Regions from separate parts of the Pelodiscus sinensis genome. Here region 2 is linked to region 1. The links are chromatin contacts, called in public Hi-C maps. All regions are on one chromosome and are shown on one strand. Each heading gives the region's core, a stretch centred on a gene start, on an enhancer-like site or on the middle of the called end of the contact. The rest is flanking DNA. Distances are from core to core; before and after follow the strand shown.

What was found. Hi-C and Micro-C count contacts between places; a contact is called where the count stands out from the background.
Region 2: a Hi-C map of liver shows a contact between it and region 1, with 6 times the contacts expected there. The contact joins the promoter of NHERF4 here to the promoter of C1QTNF5 in region 1. A contact is called at or near these places in 3 of 5 Hi-C or Micro-C datasets (liver and an unstated tissue).

The regions. Positions count from the first base shown.
Region 1 is chr26:5,908,640-5,912,269 of ASM4963464v1, reverse strand. It overlaps C1QTNF5 (C1q and TNF related 5), which reads right to left and starts at 1,975. Exons shown (of 4, transcript XM_075909524.1): 1 at 1,844-1,975; 2 at 1-53.
Region 2 is chr26:6,087,818-6,091,447 of ASM4963464v1, reverse strand. NHERF4 (NHERF family PDZ scaffold protein 4) reads left to right here and starts at 1,731. Exons shown (of 9, transcript XM_075909761.1): 1 at 1,731-2,257. It overlaps NLRX1 (NLR family member X1), which reads left to right. Exons shown (of 8, transcript XM_075909754.1): 8 at 1-1,514. The coding sequence ends at 236.

The sequences.
Region 1 (3,630 bases), core at 726-3,225:
TCTCTCCTCCCAAGCGCCAAAGGAAATCGGGGACTTTCAGAGAGCGCCAACAGCTACAAGACAAGGGGAAAAAACTCCCAGTGTCGGAAATGCTGTAACCAGTGGGAGGAGAGAGGGAGAGACAGACCCACAGACCTGACGTGACACCTCCCTGCGCTTAACACCCCCCCAGGGATAGAGGCAAAGAAAAAGGGGGGGATGGCTGGGAAGGGGAGGGAGAAGGGGATGAATTTGTCCGTCCCTCCGTGTTGTGGACGGACAGGCCAGTCTTCGTGCGATGGGGAGCCGGGCTGGCTCATGTTTGTGGGGATTTCTCGGGAGTGAGCAGAGCCCAGAGGCAGGGCTGGGGAAGGAGGGGGGATGCGAGGCAAGCAGGGATCCCAGCTCTTTGAGGGGAGCACTGTGAGGTCTGGGCCGCGCGGGGGTTTTGTGGAAGGCCTCGGAGGAGGAGAAGCTGAAGGTACGGGAGCAAAGATGCACAGCAGGGGCAGAGTAAAGGGCGTGAGGACCGTTTGGTTCTGCTATATGGTGTAATGAGGAACTAACCTCCCCTCCCCAACACACTCTCCACACGCCGATTGTTGCCGGACACGTCACACACACGAGCAGCAAGCCCACACCACACGCAGCCCCGCTGCCCACGGACACGCCCCTAACCCACAGGCCCCACGCACATCCAGGCCAGCACTGAGCACACGCGCCAGGCACTCGTCAGCACAACACACACGTGTGGCGGGCGCGCACGCTGGGCTCACGCCTTCCCACAACGCACAACCGCTTTCCCCATGCGACTGCGGAACGCCACGGGCCACAGCCAGCTCGAGAGGCCACGGGAGACTTTCACTTGGCTCACTTGCCTCTCTCACGCCCCACGTCGCTGCAGGCTTCTCCTTGGGCGGCCGGCGAGTTGACCAGACAGCAGCAACACTGAGGGCGCAGCCAGGGGCCTGAGCCTCATGGGCTGGAGTTTTCCACCCGGAGGCTGGCTGGAAAGCCCCCTTTGGCTCATCCACCCCCGGCCTGGGGCTCCCCAGTTCCAGGGCATGCTGAGCTCGGGGAGCTGGGTCTGACTGGAGAGTGTCTGCAATCCCAGGGGATATGCCCCGGCTAGCCCTGCAGATGGATACAGAGGAGCACTGCTGCCAGCAGGCCAGGAGATCCCCAGGACAGCCAGAGCGGGGCAGCTCTCTCCCCCATCGCTGGAGCGGGGGACATGGTGCCTGAGGTGGAGCTCATTGAAGTCATTTCCCTGATTGTTGCCGTACACGTGAAGTCGACTGGGGGGGAAGCAGCCAGGTAGGGGGCTCTGGGCCCAGGGAATTTGTGACTCCAAGGAGCGCCCCATGGGAGAGGTGTCCCCCTTCACCAAAAAGCCCCGCTGGCAGGAATTGGCAGCCGGCATTCGCTGTGCTGGCCTAGTGCCTTCAGCCCTACGCTGATCCTCACCACCCTCTGGGGAGGCAGGTCATCCTCGCTGCACGCATGGGGAAACTGAGGCAGGGGGCAGTCACACGACGCCTCCAGACCATCTGCAGCCGAGCTGGAGACAGACCTCGGATGCTCTGAGTCCTGTCTCCCTCTCACTGCTCGGCCCCGTGCCTGCCAGTGATGCCAGCGAGCAGAATGGGCCCGGTGGACTGAGCGGTTCTCGGAGGCAGCCTTTCCAGGCAGGGGGAACACCCAGCAGGACTGGGCTGGGATGGCCCATCTGCCTGATTTCCCCAGCACTGACACAGGTCACAAGGCCCCCACCGCTGCCAGACGTAAATAACAGCGAAGGAATTCTCGCCCCCCCTCCTGCTGACATGCACTGGAAAGTCTGTGTCATTTGGAGGTTACTCACTTGCGCTTTTTTGTAAGACGTGACTTCAACCCAAGCGTATTGCTTACAGATGGCTGCAGGAGTGGTTTCCGTGCCTGACGGGTCCGTGCAAAGGCACTTCCTTCGAGTTTTAGACCCCGCCTCGCCCTGCTCCCGTGCCGCTAAGAAAACACACCCAAATTCATCAGCTTTCTGATGACTGTGTTCCCGTGTTTCGTCCCACCCCAGGATCCGCTGCCACGGTTCAAGACGGGCGTGTACCGCACGGAGGCAACAGCGCGCCAGGGAGGCTGGGCCGAGCGAAAGGGACCTTTGTAAATAATGTAAGTACACACCCGCGTATTGTGTTAACACGTTTCTCGTGTCATTCAGTTGTTGTACGCACCACAACTAGAACGACAGAACGGAATTCCTGCAAACGCCCCCGCTGCCCGCCGTCGGCTGCGGGTTGGGGCTCCTTCTGAAAGGCAGTGCCGCTTTTCCCCTGCTCCTGAGACTTGCCAATAAGGGGCTGTTGCAAAGGGAGTGAGCTATAATGTCGCAGGGATGAGGGGGAAGAAAGGGGTCACGTCTGTGTCGGGGTTCCCAGGTGCTCGGGGAGGGGTGGTGATGGGACGGGACAGGACACGGTCACCTCTTGGCGCTGGGGTTCCCAGACGTTGGGGGGGGGGGCGGGAAACGGGTCTTGTCTAGGTGCTGGGTTCCCAGACGTGCTCTAGGGGGAGGAACAGGTCATGTCTTGGTGCAGGGAATTCCATGTGTGGAATAAATTTTATGTGCAGGCGGCATGTGCAGATGTGCACCACCCGTATAAACACAGGCTGCCGGCTCTGGGCGCTCTGCTAATCAGCTGGGTGGCTTTGAAATCTCCCCTGGGTGGCTTCCCCCGTGCTCAGCTTCCAGGGAACCCTGTCCAGGCATGTGTGCTGCTGGGGAGGATGCCGGGACCTCTCGAAGCCGGGATTCCCAGGTGCAGTGCACGTGTGTGTATGTGGGGGTGGGGAGACACGGGCATGTCTGAGCGCATTGGTTCCCAGGTGCTGTGCGCTACTTTGGGGGGACCTGGTCACATCTTGGTGCCAGGATCCCAGGCACTGTGCTGTAGTGAGGGGGGCAGGGTCATGTCTCGGTTCTGGGGTTCTCAAGAGCTGAGTGCTAGTTTTGGGGGGCCAACGCGGCCCTGTCTCAGTGCTGGGGTTCCCAAGTGCTGTGCGCTAGTTTTGGGGGGGCCAACGCGGCCCTGTCTCAGTGCCGGGGTTCCCAAGTGCTGTGCGCTAGTTTTGGGGGGCCCAACGCAGTCCTGTCTCAGTGCTGGGGTTCCCAAGTGCTGTGTGCTAGTTTTGGGGGGCCAACGCAGTCCTGTCTCAGTGCCGGGGTTCCCAAGTGCTGTGTGCTAGTTTTGGGGGGCCAACGCGGCCCTGTCTCAGTGCCGGGGTTCCCAAGTGCTGTGTGCTAGTTTTGGGGGGCCAACGCAGTCCTGTCTCAGTGCCGGGGTTCCCAAGTGCTGTGTGCTAGTTTTGGGGGGCCAACGCAGTCCTGTCTCAGTGCTGGGGTTCACAGGTGCTGTGCGCTAGTTTTGGGGGGCCCAACGCAGTCCTGTCTCAGTGCCGGGGTTCCCAAGTGCTGTGTGCTAGTTTTGGGGGGCCAACGCAGTCCTGTCTCAGTGCTGGGGTTCACAGGTGCTGTGCGCTAGTTTTGGGGGGCCCAACGCAGTCCTGTCTCAGTGCCGGGGTTCCCAAGTGCTGTGTGCTAGTTTTGGGGGGCCAACGCAGTCCTGTCTCAGTGCTGGGGTTCACAGGTGCTGTGCG
Region 2 (3,630 bases), core at 482-2,981, 180 kb before region 1:
TGTTCCTCACGGCGGGCACCGACGTCTCCGACGACTGGGCCCTCATCCTGAGCGTGGTGCAGAAGAACCTGCCCATCTGGGACCGCGAGCGGGTCCAGCAGCACCTCGCCCGGCTGCTGCAGGACCTGGAGTGCAGCCGCCGGCAGACCGGCAACCCCTGGAAGAAAGCCAAGTTCCTGCGGGTGGAGAGCCAAGTCAAGAAGATGCTGGTTAAAATCCAGCAGGGGACCCACTAGCGCCCCCCTCGCCTCTCTCGGGGGCCTCGCGTCCCAGCAGGAGGGGCGGGTATAGGGGTAGAGGAGTGCTGGAGGGGGTCACTCCGAACCATTTCCCCCACAGCAGCGTTTGCTTGGGTGGCTGGGAACACTGAGGAGAAGACGTTGGGGACTCTGCTGGGAGCAGAGGTTACTTGCGGCTCTACAGAGTCGGGGGGGTGGGGGTCTAATCGGGAGAAGCCACAGGGCCAGGACAGCTGACTGAGGCCTGGAAAAAAAGCAGGCTGCCCCTGGAGGTATGTGGTCAGAGCGGCTGCTGGGAGGGCGAGGGGGAAGCTTGCACAGCACTGGCCCCGGCTTCAGACGGCCCCATCGTGCTCTCGCTTGGATCCCGCCTGCACGGATCTCCGGGACCCGCCCCGTGCTAGGATTCACTGGGCTGCTTCCCAAGCAGTTCCTGGCCCCTCTTCCTGGAGCGCCCCGAGGCTCTGCGTCCTGCCCTCTTGCGTGCGGTCTCCGCCGGGCCCAGGTAGAACTGCCGCAAAGCAGCATCGCCACGAGCTGCCCCGTGCCTCCGGCAGGGAGCCGCCCTGCTGTTCCCAGACAGCAAGCAGCCGTTGGCACAGCTGGGGGTCCCTGGCTCTGCCCCCAGCGAGCCATGCTGGTTGCAAGGCTTAGGGGGCTGCAGTCTGAACTCTCTAGGGCTGAGAATGGCAGGGTCAGGCTGAGCACGGGGCAGGTTTGTACGGAGGCAGGGCACCAAAGGGCTGAGAGCCAGTGAGCAGCCGAGGGCATGAGGCTCCTAGACCGTACGGTGTCATTTCCTCGAGGCCCGGGGGCTTCCGAGCGCGCCCATTCTGATCAGGGAGCATTTGACGCTGATGGCGCAGGGGAATCGGGCCCTGGGAGCTCCTCCTGCGAGTTGGGGTGGCAAAATCCGAGACCGTGGGGTGCGGGAGCAGGGAGTCTGGGAGGGTGATGAAGCAGGCGAAGGCAGCGGACAAGGAGGGAAAGCAGATGGAAGTGCTGCGGGGAGGAGGTGCGTGTGCGTGTGTGTGTGTGTGTGTGTGTGTGTGTGTGTGTGTGTGTGTTGGCGGTGGGGGGCTTACACCTAGTTGAGTCGGTGTGTGTGTGTGTGTATTTTGCACCCTCGCTCTGGGCTGCGGACAGGGCCACGTGAGGCCTGACGGGGGGAGCAGCTCTGGAGGTTGCTCACGGTATTGGACACTGTTGTGTGTAGCCATGAAATTAAACCACTTTGTTTCCACCAACACGAGCGGTTCCCATGCTGATCTGTTCCTGCGGGGTTGTGGCCTTCCCAAAGGTGCTGGGGGCTGGAGCCCATGCTGCATCTCCCCCCGCTCATGTGGGGAGTGCTACCTGCTCCCACCCCTACTGTGACGTCAGGACGGGCGGGGTGGGGGGCTTTTTGAGGACAGCAGGGGCTGGGATGTGCCATGCACATGGGGGCACAGTCTGGATGCAGTCGAGGGAGAAGGGAAGGGCCGGGGATTGCAGGGCGGAGGGACGGACAACAGAATCGTCCCTCTCCCGGGCTCCCTCCCCACGCCAGCCTGGGCCACTAATTAGAGTGGTTCCTCTGGTGGCCTGTGTCTGGGGGTCCCTGGGCTGATCCTCGGGAGCAGGGACCATCAAGCAGCCTCAGCGGAGGGTGGGGATTGGAGGGCCACAGAGACGGGCGGGCAGGCGAGCCGGAACTTGGCAGCCTGGATTCCTGGTTTCTTTTTCTCTCCCGAGGCGGGGGGGAGCCTGAACTCTTGGGTCCCTTCCCTGGCTGTGCCACTGCCTCGCTGCGTGACCCTGGCCAGGTCCGTTCACTCCCAGGTCCCGCGGCTGCTGGGCTGGCCGAGGTGAGACCCGGGAGGGCTCGGCGGAGGGGCACCGAGTTCCATGGGTGCAAGGGAGACTTGGCTTTGTTTAAACATTAAACCTCCGCATTCTTAAAGGAGGCGGGGAACCAGCTTCCCTGCCACTTCAGCCCGTACCTTGCACTCTGGCCACCGCCATGAAGCAGAAGCAAGGTTAGTAGCTGAGGCGCGGGGAGCAGCGGGGGAAGAAGGGTTGATTCTGAGGAACCCACCCCCCCACAAGTGCCCATGGCTTTCTTCAGAGCTCCCTGGGGGGTGGGGAGTGGAGTTCTTGGGGGGGCCCTAGTGTCTCCTCACTTGTGGATTCCAGGCAGCCCCTGCCAGCTCCAAGTGGCTGAGACTGCTCTGGGGCTGGTATTTGGGGGCTGACGGCACTCGCCCTGAGGAGTTCCTCTGCCTGTTGCCCTAAGCCAGCCCCTCATCCTGCGTCCCCCAAATGCCCAGACTTGCCCCCTCTTGCCCCTGGGGCGAGCGTGCCCCTGCACACCACAGCTCCCCAGTGCAGCAGCCGTACCCCATGAACCGGAGGTGAAGGTTGAGGGGCATTCTGCTGCTCTCAAAGCCCAGAGGTCAATGCTGCGGGCTGCACCCCCAGGGCTCTTTCCCTGCTGGCTGGGCTCCCTATGCTGAGCCTCTGCTCTCTGGCGATCGGTGGGGAGGCAAATTCCAGTCCCTGCTGGCCTTTGGGCACCCCCCTCTTTTACTGCAGTGCGTGGGCAGGGCTGCCAGCCGGCGTTCGCTGCAACTCCCCTGGGCTGTGCCATGTGGGAAGCGTCTCAGGCAATGGGGCACAGCCCCATTTGGTCCAGCAGCCACGCTGCCTGGATATCTGGATGGAGGGGCGGCAGGGTCAGACTTCAGGGGGGTGGCGACTGCTCAGCAGGAGCGACACTGAGTTAGTGGTGGAATGCTGCTTAACACCCCGCCCCCCCAAATCCCCCCCCCCCTCGTCGGCTGGCTCCACGGCCTAGGAGATTTTGAGCAGGTGCAAAAAGCTTGCAGGGGGTGAGAGCTGCAGACACCCACATCCTGCCGTCTCCGCTTAGGAGGCGGTGACCCTCTGAGCTGCATCTGATCACGGAGCCAGCTTGGGGCTCCAGCTGCCCTCTCCCCCTCTCTCGCCTGCTCGAGGCAGGTTTGGGCAGGGGCGGATGGAGCGGAGCTGTGGTGTGCACGGTGGAGGTTGTGGTCATGCTCTTGTGCACACGCACCAGGACAAGGTGGCCTCCCAGGAGCTGCCAGCCACCCTGGAATGGGGGCCAGGTCCAGCCCACGGGAAAGGAGGCATCTAAGATGTTTGTACCTCGTTAGTGTGGCTTTGTTTCCAGCCCTAGGAAGGGGACCCGCCATAAAAGACTGGTCAGTGTCCCTATGGGCCCCTCCTTGGCAAGTGCATGGCCGTGCCCTGGGGCAGGGTCTGCTGGCCCCAGGCTGGGGCCAGGCATCTGGATGGAGCCCAGCTGTGCCAAGCGGTGCACTGCACACGGCAATGTCAGGGCCCCTGGAGACCATCTGACCCCAGAGCC